Regions from separate parts of the Mus musculus genome. Here region 1 is linked to region 2. Evidence: chromatin contacts called from public promoter capture Hi-C data. All regions are on one chromosome and are shown on one strand. The core of a region is the stretch at or near the end of the contact, and the rest is flanking DNA. Distances in the headings are between cores, read along the strand shown.

The links. Promoter capture Hi-C pulls out the DNA fragments that hold promoters and counts their contacts.
Region 1: a promoter capture Hi-C map of hippocampal neurons shows a contact between it and region 2, with 2.0 times the contacts expected there. The contact joins the promoter of 2810001G20Rik here to the promoter of Trim16 in region 2. A contact is called at or near these places in 2 of 39 promoter capture datasets (hippocampal neurons and pre-B cells) and 1 of 115 datasets of contacts at active chromatin or transcription factors (large pre-B cells).

What each region holds. Positions count from the first base shown.
Region 1 is chr11:64,074,439-64,081,784 of GRCm38.p6, reverse strand. 2810001G20Rik (RIKEN cDNA 2810001G20 gene) reads right to left here and starts at 2,301. Exons shown (of 2, transcript NR_033780.1): 1 at 2,008-2,301. Cox10 (heme A:farnesyltransferase cytochrome c oxidase assembly factor 10) reads left to right here and starts at 2,313. Exons shown (of 7, transcript NM_178379.3): 1 at 2,313-2,449. The coding sequence starts at 2,407.
Region 2 is chr11:62,816,958-62,824,041 of GRCm38.p6, reverse strand. It overlaps Trim16 (tripartite motif-containing 16), which reads right to left and starts at 3,789. Exons shown (of 6, transcript NM_053169.2): 1 at 3,043-3,789. The coding sequence starts at 3,537.

The DNA.
Region 1 (7,346 bases), core at 1,052-3,551, 1.3 Mb before region 2:
GAACTTGTAATCAGTGAGAAGCTGGCATGATGAATAATGAAAACTGAGGGAGTCTGTGGTGGTTTGAAAAAAAAAAAAAAAAAGACCCACATAGGCCCATAGGGAATGGTCCTATTAGGAGGTGTGGCCTTGTTGGAGGAAGTGTGTCACTAAGGGGTGGGCTTTCAGGTCTCAGGTGCTCAAGCCAGGCCCAGTCTTTTCCTGCTGCCTTCACATGCTGATGTAGAACTCTCGGCTCTCCAGCACCATGCCTGCCTGAATGGCACTATGCTTCCCTCCATGATGATATGAACTAAACCTCTGAACTGTATGTCAGCCACCCTCCGTTAAATGCTTTCCCTTGTAAGTGTTGCTGTGGTCGTGGTACTTCTTCACAGCAAGGGAACCTCTAACTAAGACAGAGTTGGACAGTCTTTAGACAATTTCTATGAAAATAACACCTATTATCTCCATAATGTATTCATGTATGAAATATATGAAGATACTTATATACAACTATCTTCATAAAATTTTACATCTACAAAATTGGTATCAACTGTCTACACTAAGGTTTTAAGTATATTGAAAGTTGTATAACCACCCCACAATCAATTTAGGACTATTTTCATTTTCTCTCTATCTAAATGAGCCCTGTACCCACCAGCGACATTCCTCTTTTCTCTCTACTCCTCCCACTAGCACCAGGTAATTACTTACCTACTGCCTCTCTTTAATGACTTAAGAATTCTGGAATTTTCATACACATGGAAACTATCTAATACATGGCCTTTTGTGATTGATTTCTTCAACTTAGTATTGTTTTCATGGTTGTAGTATGTATTTGCACTTTATTTTCATTTCATGGCAAATAGGCCAGTATGTGGATATGTCACAGAATATCAGTTGATGTATAACTTGAGTTATATCCACTTTGGGATATTATGAGTGAATGAATGCTGTCATTTGTCTTGGGAATATACCTGGGAAAGGCACAGCTGGGTCAGGAGGTAGCGCTGTGTTTAACTTATTGAGGAACACCTAAACTGCTTTTCCAAAGTGGCTACAATATTTTATATTCCTATAAACAATGTATCAGGATTCCTACTTCTTCACTAACTTGTTAACTCCTGCTATTGATTAATTTTGTTTATAGCCATCTTATAGGTGTACAGTCCTATCACTTTTTGGTTTTATAACACAAATTTTAAGAGACAACTATAAAGAGATAGGAAGTACAGTAGACTGCTATACAATCTACAGTTTGAATCACGCAATCTCTCTAGCCCTCAGGTTCCATACCATGTAACCATTGAGTTAGGTATCTGAGATCTAGTTTGTAAAGGGCTAACTTATTTATGATGATCAGAGTTCCAGGAACAGTGGGTCTAATTAACCAAGATAGCTGTAAAGCAGAAGGCCTCCCCTAAGCAGCACTCACTGTTGGTGTGATTAGATCCCAAATTGTGCTTTTCATTTGTTGATTTAAGGTTTGTACTTTGTAATATTTCACTTAACACAGCATTTCAAAGTGCTCGAAAAACAGTGGATTGAACAGTTGTTAACTTTTCAGTTATTCACCAGAAATCCATCCTCTTCTTCCTTAGTCTAAGATTAATTTGATGGGGACAACCATTATCCTAGGTCCACAGTGATGAACTGTGATGGGCCTCAGAAAATCCCATTCTCTGCTCTGTCTTCCTGGTAAACTGGAAAACTCTCACAGTTCCTTCTACTGAGCAGCAAGTTGGCTCTTCAAAGCCTTTCTTTAGCCTACTTCACAGAAATGCTAACCTCATTCCATAGCGCTTTCTACCTTATCCCTATCGGGATGACGCTCACCATGACCAGTTCTTGCTGCAGAGACACAGTGCGTGCTCTTACACAAACTCCTGTCTCAGTGGCCCCTGATCAGCACCTGAGGTGAACCACAGAGATCTCACCTCATCGCTGAAAGCAAACACAAACTGCCCTTGTAAGTCATGTTTTGCTCTTTTAATGAGTTTCTTTCTTCCTCGTTTTTTTACTTACCAAACTCCACGAGAAGCCAACAGCCTGCGCAAGATCAGCCTGGGTGACAACTGAGGAGGCATTCAATTCTTTCAAGCTCAGGGGACTGCCGGGCCGGGCCGGACTCCAGAGCCCTAACCCCGCCACGACTCGCCTTCCGCCCGCGGGCTCCGACGATCTGTCCCTCCCGGGCAGAGAGCTCACCTAGTCTACATCTGGAGCGTCTGAGGGGAAAGCGAAAGCTCTACCATCCGATCTTTATAAGCTCCGCTAGCCTAGCTTTCAGAGAGCGCTGGGAGCCGGAAGTGACAAGAGGAAGTCCCGCCTCACTCAGAGGGCGGGCTAGCAAGATGGCGGCGCCCAGGAGCCGGTGAGGTGAGAGGCGTCCTGGGGTCCTGGGGACTGCTGCACCAGTACGTTATGGCCGCGTCCCCGCACACCATTTCCTCGCGCCTCCTCACAGGTATTGTACCCGGTTGGGAATGATCGTGGACGAATTGTTTTCTTTTTTGCCATGTGCGGTACCGTGTTGCCGGCCGCCTGCAACCTTGGAAGCCCTTGGCTTGTCACTTGGCAGGGAGGTGACCTTTAGGGTCACCTGAAGGGACGAGGCCAAGTATTGTGGACCAGCTTTGCACCGTAGGCCAGGTGGTCCCTAAGGCTTGATATCCCGTGCTCTTTGGAGTTTCAGACAGTGCAAGATGGAGGGACAGGATAAACCATGGGGCTCCACAAGCCTGGCACATGAGAGCCGCGGTTCCTGGCCACCGCCTTTTAATGACAAGAAGCGCACCTCCCCCCCCCCCCCCCCCCCGTTAAGGAGCTGTCTTCCAGCTTAAAGTGTTACCTTAATCACCATGATAATGATAACTGCCAACTGAATCCCATTGAGCCAGCGCTGTACCATCAGTATGGCTCCTTCCATCAGAAGGACTTTTGACAGATGTGTGTTTATCACAAACTCTTGAAAAGCTCCTATATTTTACCTTTTCAGGGAGGCCAACCTTAGCACTCTAACTAAAATAGGAGTCTTTATCCTTCTTTTCTTATATCATATTAATTTATCATGAATAACACACGGTGTAATTGTTCACACCTGCAGTACAGATGTGCAACAATTTAGTGTGTTCCTCCCAGTAAGAGAAACACTTTGTGAAAGTAAAGATAGTCTGTCTCCCTGGTTCACCACTGTATCCCTCATGCCCAGAGCAATGCCTATGTGCATTGGTGATGCTCAGTCATTTGTGAATGAATGAGATTGTGCTGGTAGAAATTTTAAAGAGGAGGTTGGTTTTGTGACTAGTATCCATGGATGGTGGCAAAGTGATCTATAGTACAGACAAGATAGTGGAAGCCATTGTGTACCTTCTCACAGCCCAGAACCATCCTGTAGGCCTCCCTGTCACTTACACACTGCCCACTGTGTCTGGCTGACTGTGGTGATCACTGTGCTTCTGTAGAGCTCTTTTCTCCCGTGCGTTTGTATGATCCCAGTGCAGATCATTTGACTTTCTTTAATGAAACATTTACGCGTCTATAATAAGGTAACTGAGCTAGGTGATCTCAAAGGTACCTTCTGGCTCATAAACCAGGGCAGGAAGTGGAAGGGTGGGTAGAAGAGACAAAGTTGGGCAGTACTTGGTAATTGTCAAAGCTGTGCGTTGAGTGATAGAGCCTCCTTGGACACCTCTTTTCATATGACTGTCATTTTCTAAAATAAAAAGTTTATGGGGTTCTTCGTGTGTGTGTGTGTGTGTGTGTGTGTGTGTCTGTTGTGAGTCTTTCTTGACTCACTTCTTTGTTACTTTCTGTAATCGCTGATTGTGAGTATTCCTCGATGCAGACACTCGGTACTCATTCTTAGAGGGCTCATCTCAGTGCTGGACTATCTGTCTGTACGGACGCTTCTTCTTTGTATACAGATTCCTCAGGGCAACCTTTCTTTCTACTTTTCTGTTTGGTATTTCAGCTTCTTTTTTTTGGGGGGGGGGGTTCGAGACAGGGTTGGTTTCTCTGTGTAGCCCTGGCAGTCCTGGAACTCACTTTGTAGACCAGGCTGGCCTTGAACTCAGAAATCTGCCTGCCTCTGCCTCCCTAGTGCGGGGATTAAAGGCGTGTGCCACCACTGCCCGGCAGTATTTCAGCTTCTTCTAGGACAATTCTGTTTTGACTCTTAAGTCTCATCATGCTAGGAGACAGGTTGCATATGCACCCCCCCACCCCTCTGTTCTAGGATCAGCCTCTGGAGCTGTAAAACAGTGGGAACTAATAGCTTATTTTCTGAAATTGAGCATATCTTCAGAAAAACCTGCTCATATGTAAATATATGAAAGATCCCTCTAAGAAGTTTGATGGGAAGAGTCGGCAGAGGGATCATTAAGGTTGTTTAGTAACTAGCAGTTACTTCTGAGTTGGCTCATAAAAGTTTAAGTTTTTCTCATTTCCATTAAATATGGTTCAGGAACTTTAAGTCTCCTTAGTTGATTTACAAAGCCCTGCAGTCGCAGTCCAGTGTTAATGATGAGTATAGGTGTTCTGATTATCTCTTCAGATTTTAATATATCTGTTGAAAGTCCTGTGGATCTTAAAGTGTATTTTCATGTGCTTACTTAGGCCAGAAATTGCTTTTATTTTCTATGTATTTGTTCATGGACACTTGACACACTTTGACAAAACCAAGTCACTTATAAATACAGTTTCCAAGCTGTGTCTCTCCCCACCCCTCACAGTGTTGTTACAGCCATTCTGTACAGTTTCAGATTGACCCATCTAATCTAGAACGAATTTCCAGGGTGGTTCCAAGGCAAACATATATCCATTCACTTGAAAGTAAGCGTGTCATAATTGCGATTTGAAGATATGACTTCAGTGCCAAATTGGCTTACCTCTACTTTCAGATAATGGCCTTGTATTTCCAAGGACAGGACTTGTTCTCACAGTTCAGGAAGTCTACTTGTGCTAGTCAGTTACCAAATGTCATTTCACTTTGTTATATGGCAAGTGTCCAGGAGCTGTAGTAGCAGAGTTGACTAAAGAAGAGACTCTGCCATCTGAAGAACTAAACAATATGATGATGGTGTTTTGAGAAATCTTTCCTTGGGGAGATGGAAACAGTGCCTACTCTCTCATCATAAGGTCCTAATCAAAAACCAAAGGATGGTTCCACCAAAGTTCAGCCTAGGGAGCCATTGTTTTTATTGGGTTGCTTATAGAGCATGGGTGAGGGGGCTACCGGCAGGAGTAGGAGGGGATATCAAAGCAGCTGCACTTGCAAGTTTGTACCCAGTGTAGATGATGGCTTCCCCATAGCCATGAAAGGGCACCTTTCCCGGCCTTATTACTCTAGTATCTCTAAGCCTGAGGCCATATGCAGTTAAGGCAGAATAGCAAACAAATGGTTGTGAGGAGTGGCTGGATCAGGTGAGAGTCCAAGTCCTCCCCAACCCCTCTGGGAGGGAATGCCAGCAGCTATCAAGCTGGATCCTGATGGACTCTTGCAAGCAGGCACTGCCAGTCTAGTGAAGATAGAGGCTGTTTCATTCCGAGCACTGCATTCTATAACCGATGAGAACAGTTTGCTTCAGATTTAGAGATCCATGGCCAAACACTAGGCAGAGATTGGGGAAGCCCATGGAAGAGGAAGAAGGATTGTAGGAGCCAGAGAGGTCATAAAAACATGGCTGGAAGAATCAGCTAACCAGGGCTCATAGGAATTCATAGAGACTGAACCGACAATCAGGGTGCCTGCATGGGTCTTATCAAGGTCCTCTCTATGTTATGGTTGTATAGCTTAGTGTTCTTATGGAATGCATAACAGTGGGAGTAGAGGATGTCTCTGATTCGTTTGCCTGCTCTTGGGACCCCTTTCCTCCTACTGTGTTGCGTTGTCCAGCCTTAATATGAGGGGATGTGCTAGTCTTATTGTAACTTGTTATGCTATGTTTGCTTGATAACACATGGGAAGCCTACCCTTTTCTGAAGTGAGATGGAGGAGGAGTGGATCTGGCTAAGAGGGGAGGTTGGGGTGGGTGGGTGGGAGAGGAAACTGTGGTCAGGATGTAATATAGGGGAGAAGAATAAAAGAAAAAAGTGCTGTCATAAAACACAATATAACATTGTAGAACAGTGGAAAGAGATTGAACATTTGATAAGTAGAAAATAGATTGCATACGAGGAAGCAGTGTAAATAAAGTTGATTCAATTATGTGTGGTCGGCTTAGTTGTGAGGTCATGAAGCAGCATTGCTGTGATAAAGTAGATATCCATGTTTGTGTGAGTGCTATGTAGGGCATGGTGGTTTGAATACAGGCACAGACATTTGAACCTTCAGTCCCAAGATGGTAATATTGTTTGGGGAGGCTTAAGGGGTGCAATCTGTGAAACATGGGCTGGAAAAGAAAGGAGATGCATGAAGGCTGATGACTGTCTTCACTCTGACTGCTGTTACTCTACTCCAGTGTAAGATCATAGAGTCTCTCGGTAGGGATAGAAAGAGAGGGACAGAGTTGAGTGAACATGTTGATTCATTAGCTGAGAACGGAAGAGCTCAAGATGCTCCTGGAACCTGCAATAAAGGATAGAGATGCATGTGAGAAAGAAGTGGCCATAGAGACATAAGGCTGTCCACTCACATGAAGACACCAAAAGTAATCAGATATTGGCTTACTGGAGCTTCAGAAATGAGTTAAAGATTAATAACTACCCGTTTTTTAGGGACAGGTAGTTGTCTTGGTTACTTTTCTGTTGCTGTGAAGAGACACCGTGACTAAGGTAACTTATAAGAGGAAGAGGGAGAGGGGGAGCACTAACTGGGGATGACATGAACATTTGAAACCTCAAAGCCCACTCCTATTAACACTTCCTCCAACAAGGCCATACCTCTGAATTCTTCTCAAACAGTTCCACTAACTGGGGCCTAGGTACTCAAATATATGAGCCTATGGGAGACATTCTTACTTAAATCACCAAAGTATTGTTTACATAAACTGACAGATAATTATATTGTACGTATGGAGGCATGAACGTCCATTCACCTCAGATAGGACATTGGGTGCCTGAGCAAAAAACTAGTCCATCTAAGTATAAATTGGTGCCAAATGAGTTTATTTGAATACTTACAGGATTACGAGTGAGGGGTTACTTACAGGAGTGGGGGACAATTGGGCATCACTGAAAAGGCCACCCCAGAATGGGTGATGGATAGCTCAGGAAAACTGCATCCCTACAGTGTCCTGTGCACCTGCAGGAAGCTACACACAGGAGTCTCCTCTTACCTTGCAACTGTTACTGCTTGTATAACTCCAGGGAGGGACCTTTTCAATCTTAAAACTTGCTGAGCTTACTGAACCCTGTAGGTTTGT
Region 2 (7,084 bases), core at 2,540-5,039:
ATGTCTGATCTGGAGCTCCATACTGCTCCACACTGCTCCTCCACATCTGGAGCTCCATATTGCTCCACACTGCTCCTCCACATCTGGGGCTCTGTCTGTGCTCCACACTGCTCCTCCTACCCAAAGTGCTATCGCCCAAGTCTCCATGGTACATGAGGTGGCCTATACTTCACTTTATATTGCATCTGTGTTGGCACAGAGCATTTCTGAAGAAACCAAACAGATGTTCTGATCAGAGGGAAAGGATGTGGGATCTAGAATCAGGGTGGAGAACTTCTTCTCTACTCTGTTACATTATTTGATAGGTTTTTTTCTTTAATGTTCTCCTGCACAGACTTTCTAAGTAGAAAATAGTAAAATTCAGACACTATATCCAAGAGAATAGTAACGTGCTGAGGCCAAATGTCTTTAATGTATATATACCAGATTTTGTGTGTGTGTGTGTGTGTGTGATGGTTTTGTTGTTGTTTAGGTCTGGGGCAATAGCTCAGTTGGTGAAATGCTTGCTGAACAAGCATGAGGAACTAAATTCAATAATCAGAACTCACATCTTAAAAAACTGGAGGTGCCAAAGTGATGGCTCAGCCACTAAGAGCTCTGGCTATGATCCAGAGGACTGGGGTTTAATTCCCAGCGCCCACAGGGTGGCTCACAACGGTCTGTACTTCTGGTACCTGGCATGCAAATGGTGCACAAACATACATACAGACAAAGCATCCATATGCATAAAATAAAATAAATTAATCTTTTTAAAGCTGGGGGCTGGAGAGATGGTTCAGCCATTAAGAACACTTGCTGCTCTTGCAGAGGACCTGGGTTTGGTTCTTAGCACAGCCACATGACAGCTCACATCAGTTCATAATTCCAGTTCCATGGGAACTGACACCCCCTCCTTCTGATTTCCACAGGTACCAGGCACACAGGTGGTGCCCATACATATATGTAGGCAAAATATACACATAAAACAAATCTAAAATATGTTCAGATTACAAAACATTTAGGCATAGTATTAGGTGCTGATAGCCCAGTGCTGGGGAGGCAGGGACAGGTCGATCCCTGGGTCTTTCTGGCCAGTCAGACCAGCCTATTTGGTTAGCTTCAGTCCAAATGAGAAAGCCTGTTCCATCTCAAGCAAACCAAGGAGCTACTGGCAGTTGAGACTTCCTAAGGGAGAGAGAAACACTCTTCTTTGAGGATATGGTCTGGCAGGGTTCCCGTGCTCCCGTGGATGCCCCACTCCCATGCTCAAAGAGGCATTAACTAGACTTATTCAGCTATATTTAAAAAGAAGGAGGAGGAGGAGACATTGAGCTGAGAGAGGACATATTGGGGGGATATGGAAGAGTTGGGGGAGAAAATATAATTATATGCGAATACATGTAATCATATTTCATTGCATACCTATAGGATATTTTTGAGAATAGTGAGCTTTTTTTTTTAATTTGACAACTCCTGAGGAGACTCCCTGCCTGAGGTTAACCTCTGCCTCAACACACATGTTCACATACATGCATCCTCATGCACACACACCCACATACAAAACAAATGAATAAATATTAAAGTTACAATGTTGCAATTTGAGGGTCTTCCTTCATTTTTCTCTAATAAGATGGTGTTCCAGAAGCTTCCATGCCTCGCTCATCAACTGCGTAACTTTGAACAAGTACAACAGAGACCTTCAGAGCCCTCACCTAATAATTACTGAAATATCAGATGGGAAAATCCACACCAAAAAATATTTTCAAGTTGGGTGGGTCCCTTTCCTTTGATGTATTTGTTGATTGCCATACTTTCCGTATAGGACATCCCTTGATACTAGAAACACTGGAAACAGTTGACAAGTGGCTTCCTGGGCCGGAAATGGTGACTCATTAGCATCTGGAGTGTCGAACTCTGCAGAACTACACCCATCCAGGACTAGAGAGAGTCTACCTCTGGTACAGGAACAAAAGAAATACCCTGGTTAGGAAAGTTCCTTGCCCAGATACCACTTTCCTTTACTGCCCAGGAACACATGCCACAGAAAGGCTCTGGGTGTGCCAACCAACAGTGCAAAGAGGGAACTGCCTTGAGCGTGAACCAGGACCTGTGTGTGGGCGGAGTCAACCTTACTTCCTACTGGGGAAACTCAAAGTGGGAGAAACTCAAAGTGGGAAAGCTGCGGGGGTCCACCCCCAATGTCTCATCCAGGATCTTGGCTTCCAGATAAAGGCAAGCAGTGCTTCAGAAATGACTTTTTTATCTGATAAAAGTAAAATTTCAGACTTCGAGCACAGTGTTTCTCAGGTGCTCCTGCCAGCCTATCCCGTAAGGAACCTTTATTCTCCAGTAAGTTAAGTCGCCCTTGGCATTAACTTCCGTGTGCGTTTCAAATTCTGTTATCTTGGCAGTTTTTGTTTTGTTTTGTTTTGTTTTACTTGAATGCAGCATTTTGTGTTAGCTTCTTTTGTGGTTTTGCGATTCAAAAAAAAAGAAAGGAAGGAAGGAAGGAAGGAAGGAAGGAAGGAAGGAAGGAAGAAAGAAAGAAAGAAAGAAAGAAAGAAAGAAAGAAAGAAAGAAAGAAAGAAAGAAAGAAAGAAAGAAGTTAAGAAAGAGAGGAAGGAAGAAAAGGAGAAATGAAGTCTGAGGTTTCTTCTTTTCCCTTGGACTTCTGCCAAGGTTTTCATGGGTTGATATATGCCTCACAGATCCTGCCAGAGGGAAATACCACACTCCTGAGGCTAACCTTCTACAGCACACACCCAAATGCACATTACTAAACTCTAACTAGAAACAGCAGGAAATTCCTATGCCTGGCAGAGACAATAGAGACCGCACAGCAACAGGGACACTGAGATGGGGACAGTGACCCACTTTTGTTTCCAAAGCCAGCGGCTATAGATACTTACAGCGAACCAACACCCAGGCACTACCGCTAAAGTTCTCCTCTGTTGACTCGGAACAAACTGGCATCAACAGAGCCACAAATGCAGCATGTGTGACCTCTCCCTGGGGACACCTCCTCCCACTGGTCCCTCCCAGGCGACAGACCCCACTACTCACCTCTTTGTTCCTGCGGGCTGCATCCAGGGAGACAGTACTGTCGCCTCTGTGTTCACCCTCCCCGCATTCCTGGCAGATACACTGCTGGTGCGTGTGGCAGAAGGAAACCAAAGGGCTGTGGTGGGCAGGGCAGGTGCGTAGATCCTGGTCCTTTGCGGGTTCGGTTAGCTGGTGGCTGTGCAGTTTGCTGTTCTCCTGGTGTGGCCGCAGGTGCTCCTCACAGTAGTTCACCATGCAGGTCAGACAGGATTTCACTGCCCTTACTCTGCTGGCCCCAAGACAGAAGTCACACAAGATCTGATCCTCTTCACCAGGAGCCCCGACCTCTGCGGGGTCATGACCCTGCTCCTGGGTTTCCTCACCTGACTTGCTGAGAGGGTCCGCATCTTCTTTTTCTGCTGGGATAGCTGACACAGGGTCTGGGCCGAGAGGGGCCAAAGGGTGAGCAGTGACCCCGGTCAGAGGCCCCGGGGCAATCAGATCCAATTCAGCCATCTGGTGGAGGCTCTGCGGACTAAGGACTAAGGCGTCCTTCCTCGCGGTCCCTTGGCTCAGGATCTGAGTAGCCCAAGTCAAACCAGAGAGCCACGCCTAGCAGATTGCAGCTGCCCTGAGACATTAACTGTTTCCTCCCTCCCGAGGAAGCTCAGTTACTCAGACAGGACGAGGCTCCTCCAGATTGGCTAGTAGCCAGCCACAGTGACAAGGCTCAGAACTGCCTTGCCACTTGGCTCCTGTGTCTGTTCCTTGGCTCAGGCTTCTCATTCTCATTCCTAGCCCAGCCCTGAAACTTCTATTCTTACGGGACTCATTCACGCACACCCCATAGGCTCTTCCGGAGACCACGTGTGCCTGTGGGACTGGAAAAAAGGGCAAGATTCCTGAGCTCTATTGTAAGCCTCTGCGGCTTTGAGCGGTCCCACAAGCCATATTTTGCGGTGGATCTCTCTCTCTCTCTCTCTCTCCTTCCTCCATCCCTCCCTCTCTCTCCCCTCCCCCTCCCCTTCTCTCTACTCCATATATTTTTAAAGGGGTCCAAAATGTAAGGACTTTGATAATAGGGCAGCTGCTAATCCTAAATGAGCCACCAGCTTGGTCCTACCACCACCACCACAAAACCTGACATACAGACAGACAGACAGACATAGTCAATCTAGCTTTATCTGCTTTTAATAACTTGCTTTTATCAGACTTTTGTTTTATTTTAGTCGTGTGTGTGTGTGTGTGTGTGTGTGTGTGTGTGTGACAGAGTTTGACATCTAGTGTCTTTCTTAATTGCTCTCCACCTCATTTCATGAGAGAGGACCTCACAGTGAACCTGGAACACGCTAGGTCACCTAGCGCAGCAGGCCAGCAAGTCAGAGGGATATTCTAGACTCTTGCCCCAGTGCTGGGGTTACAGATAAGCACCATTGCATGGCTGCAGGTGGCCATGCACACCTAGCAAGCACTTTACCCACTGAACCGTCCTCCTAGCTCCACTTCTGGTTGACTTTTAAAACTCACTCATGTGAGAAGCCACCCAGTGGACAGGGCCCTGGCCTTCCACTCTCTGCCATAAACCTCTAACATGTGGGCTTTGATGATAACAGTTGTCTGGCTTGCTTCTCCGAAACTTGATGGCCTTTTGTTGAAATTGACTCATCTGGACCTGAGCAGGTAACTAGTGGGTGACCTTTTGGCATCAGAAGACCAAAACTTCTGCCCTCAGAACATTCTAACACTGACCTGTCCTGAACATGCATCCCACGAAGAGCCATGAGGACCGATTATGGTCCTCTCAGCCACCCTTCCCTATCTCATAAATCCTCACCAGACCCCACCCTCCAGGAAGTGGATCTAACTGTGCTTCTCCCCTTCCATGCTCAGCTCAGCTGCCTTCAAATATGATTTTTCTCTTTTGCGAAACGCATGGTCTCTGTGTTTGCCACCCTGTGCAAGCATCCTGGTTCTGAAACCACAGAAATTGATGGATGTTTATAACCCTGACCCTCCAGTGTCCGCTTCTAGGGCATTCCAGGAGCTGGCTGAGAATGGGCACAGGAAGGGGCCATCGGGTAGAAGAGGGAAGGCACTGTCCCCTTCCACATACAGCTCTCTCCAGCCTTTCTAGGCCCCGTATCTTACTCTGTGATCTCCACGAAGAGACAGTTGCTAAACTAGCCCCACATCCAGCTAATAAAACTGTTCCTAAATGAGGTGCCCTCATTTTCTCAGGCTGTCCTTACAAAGTGCCACAGACTGACTGACTTTGATGACAGGAGTTAATTTCCCGACACCTCTGCAAGGGTGAGCTCCCACGCGTGGAGATGCCGTGGCCTTCTTCTGAGACCGCACTCCTTGGCTTGCCCTCCCGTCCTTCATGCCGTCTTCCCTGTGCTTGTCTGTGTCCTGATTGCTTCCTTTAGACATCAGTGAGGCTGAACTAGGGGACCATCCTACCTCATTTTTTTTCTTAATGACCTGTTCAAAGACCTACCTCCAAAAGCAGTCATGCTCTGAGGTAATGGGGGGTTATGACCTCAGTGTGTGAATTTGGAGGGTGAGGAGGGGGATGAAGCTCATGGCTAGAGGATGGGATGAGAAGCAAGTGGTTCCTGGGGGGAAAGAGCTCTTCCAGACGTGGCGTACCTCTGGACTTTAGGACTGAGATTAGTCTAATATGGCACCACCATGCATCTCTGTTTCCTTGGGGTAAACTAGACAGACCCGGGGATATTTCTTGGCAGAACTTGTCAAAAATCCAAGAAATCCACAGGCTTCTCAGAATCATAGTATACAAAAGGCTGCAAACTCATCCCAGATGCAGCCCTGCATTATTTAAAGACACTATGGAACACCCATGGCATGATTTCCTAGAGTGTTTAGCCAAGTTCCCCAAGTGTCCTTGTCCCTAAATGTCCCACCCTCTGAAGCTTTCCAAAAGTCAATTCCCAGAACCTTATTCATTTCATGGTTTTTATATCTCCAGACAAGAGAAAAAAAAAAGCCTGCCCAACCATCCCCAGTTCATTCTTAGACACTTCTTCAATACTAACAGATATTTCCACGAATGACCAAGACTTACCAGAAGATGAACTGGTTTTCCAACATGCCTCTCTGTCTCTGACCTCTCTCAGAATGAGGAAGAGAAGTGATTGCCCTGCCTGACCCATTCTACAGCCTCAAAGGTGGAAGAGAAAGAAGGGAGTCTGCTGTCTCCATTTGGTTCCCACTTGTCTCTCATTCTTTCTCTCACAGTTTTATTCCTACCCTTTCATCTTTCATTAAGGAATTATTTCCTGTCCCCACCCCCCTTCTATGACTAACACTTTAACATAGTACATGGGCATGACCGTCCCTCCACCAATGCCCAGAGTTAACAGACAACACCCAGTCATGACACTGTAGGAAACCTGATTCTGGGTCCTACCTTCACCTGTTATAGCATCTGTTTTCTCTAAACTTCATAACTGAGATACTGACCTAAGCCAAGGCTAGCAAACAGAGTTCTGAGTTGGTTCCTAGAGATTGTGCCTGAGCAACCTTGGGGTTAGGACAATGCTTTGCTTGTGTTATCTGATACGGACATAGAGTGGAAGACACTGGTCTCTCTATAGACCCATCACAGGAGCCATCAAAATGTCTGAATCCTCTTTATCATTAAGCAGGGTCTTTGGGAGGTATCTGCTAGGCCCAAGCTCTGACCCCACTACCAGGGTCTGGAACGCAACTGTCCAAGCCTTAGATGCCCTTCAATACCTCAAAACCAGAAGTTTGAAGAAATAAAGTCGTGGACTCTCTTATACCCTAATTTCTAATTTTCTATGTCCTGCAATGACTGCCCCTTCCTTTCCATGAAGACACGGGATATCGCAACCATTTTAGTCAGTCTGTTAGTTTCTTTTGCCTCCTTACACAGTAACTGCAACTTAAATGTCCCCTAATATCTCTGTCTCCATCCCCAGTTCTCAGCTGACCCTATCCCCTTTCACATCTAATTATCAAATCATAGGTAAGACAGGAGCCCTCTTTCCCCACAGCAACACCCAGATGCCGCCAC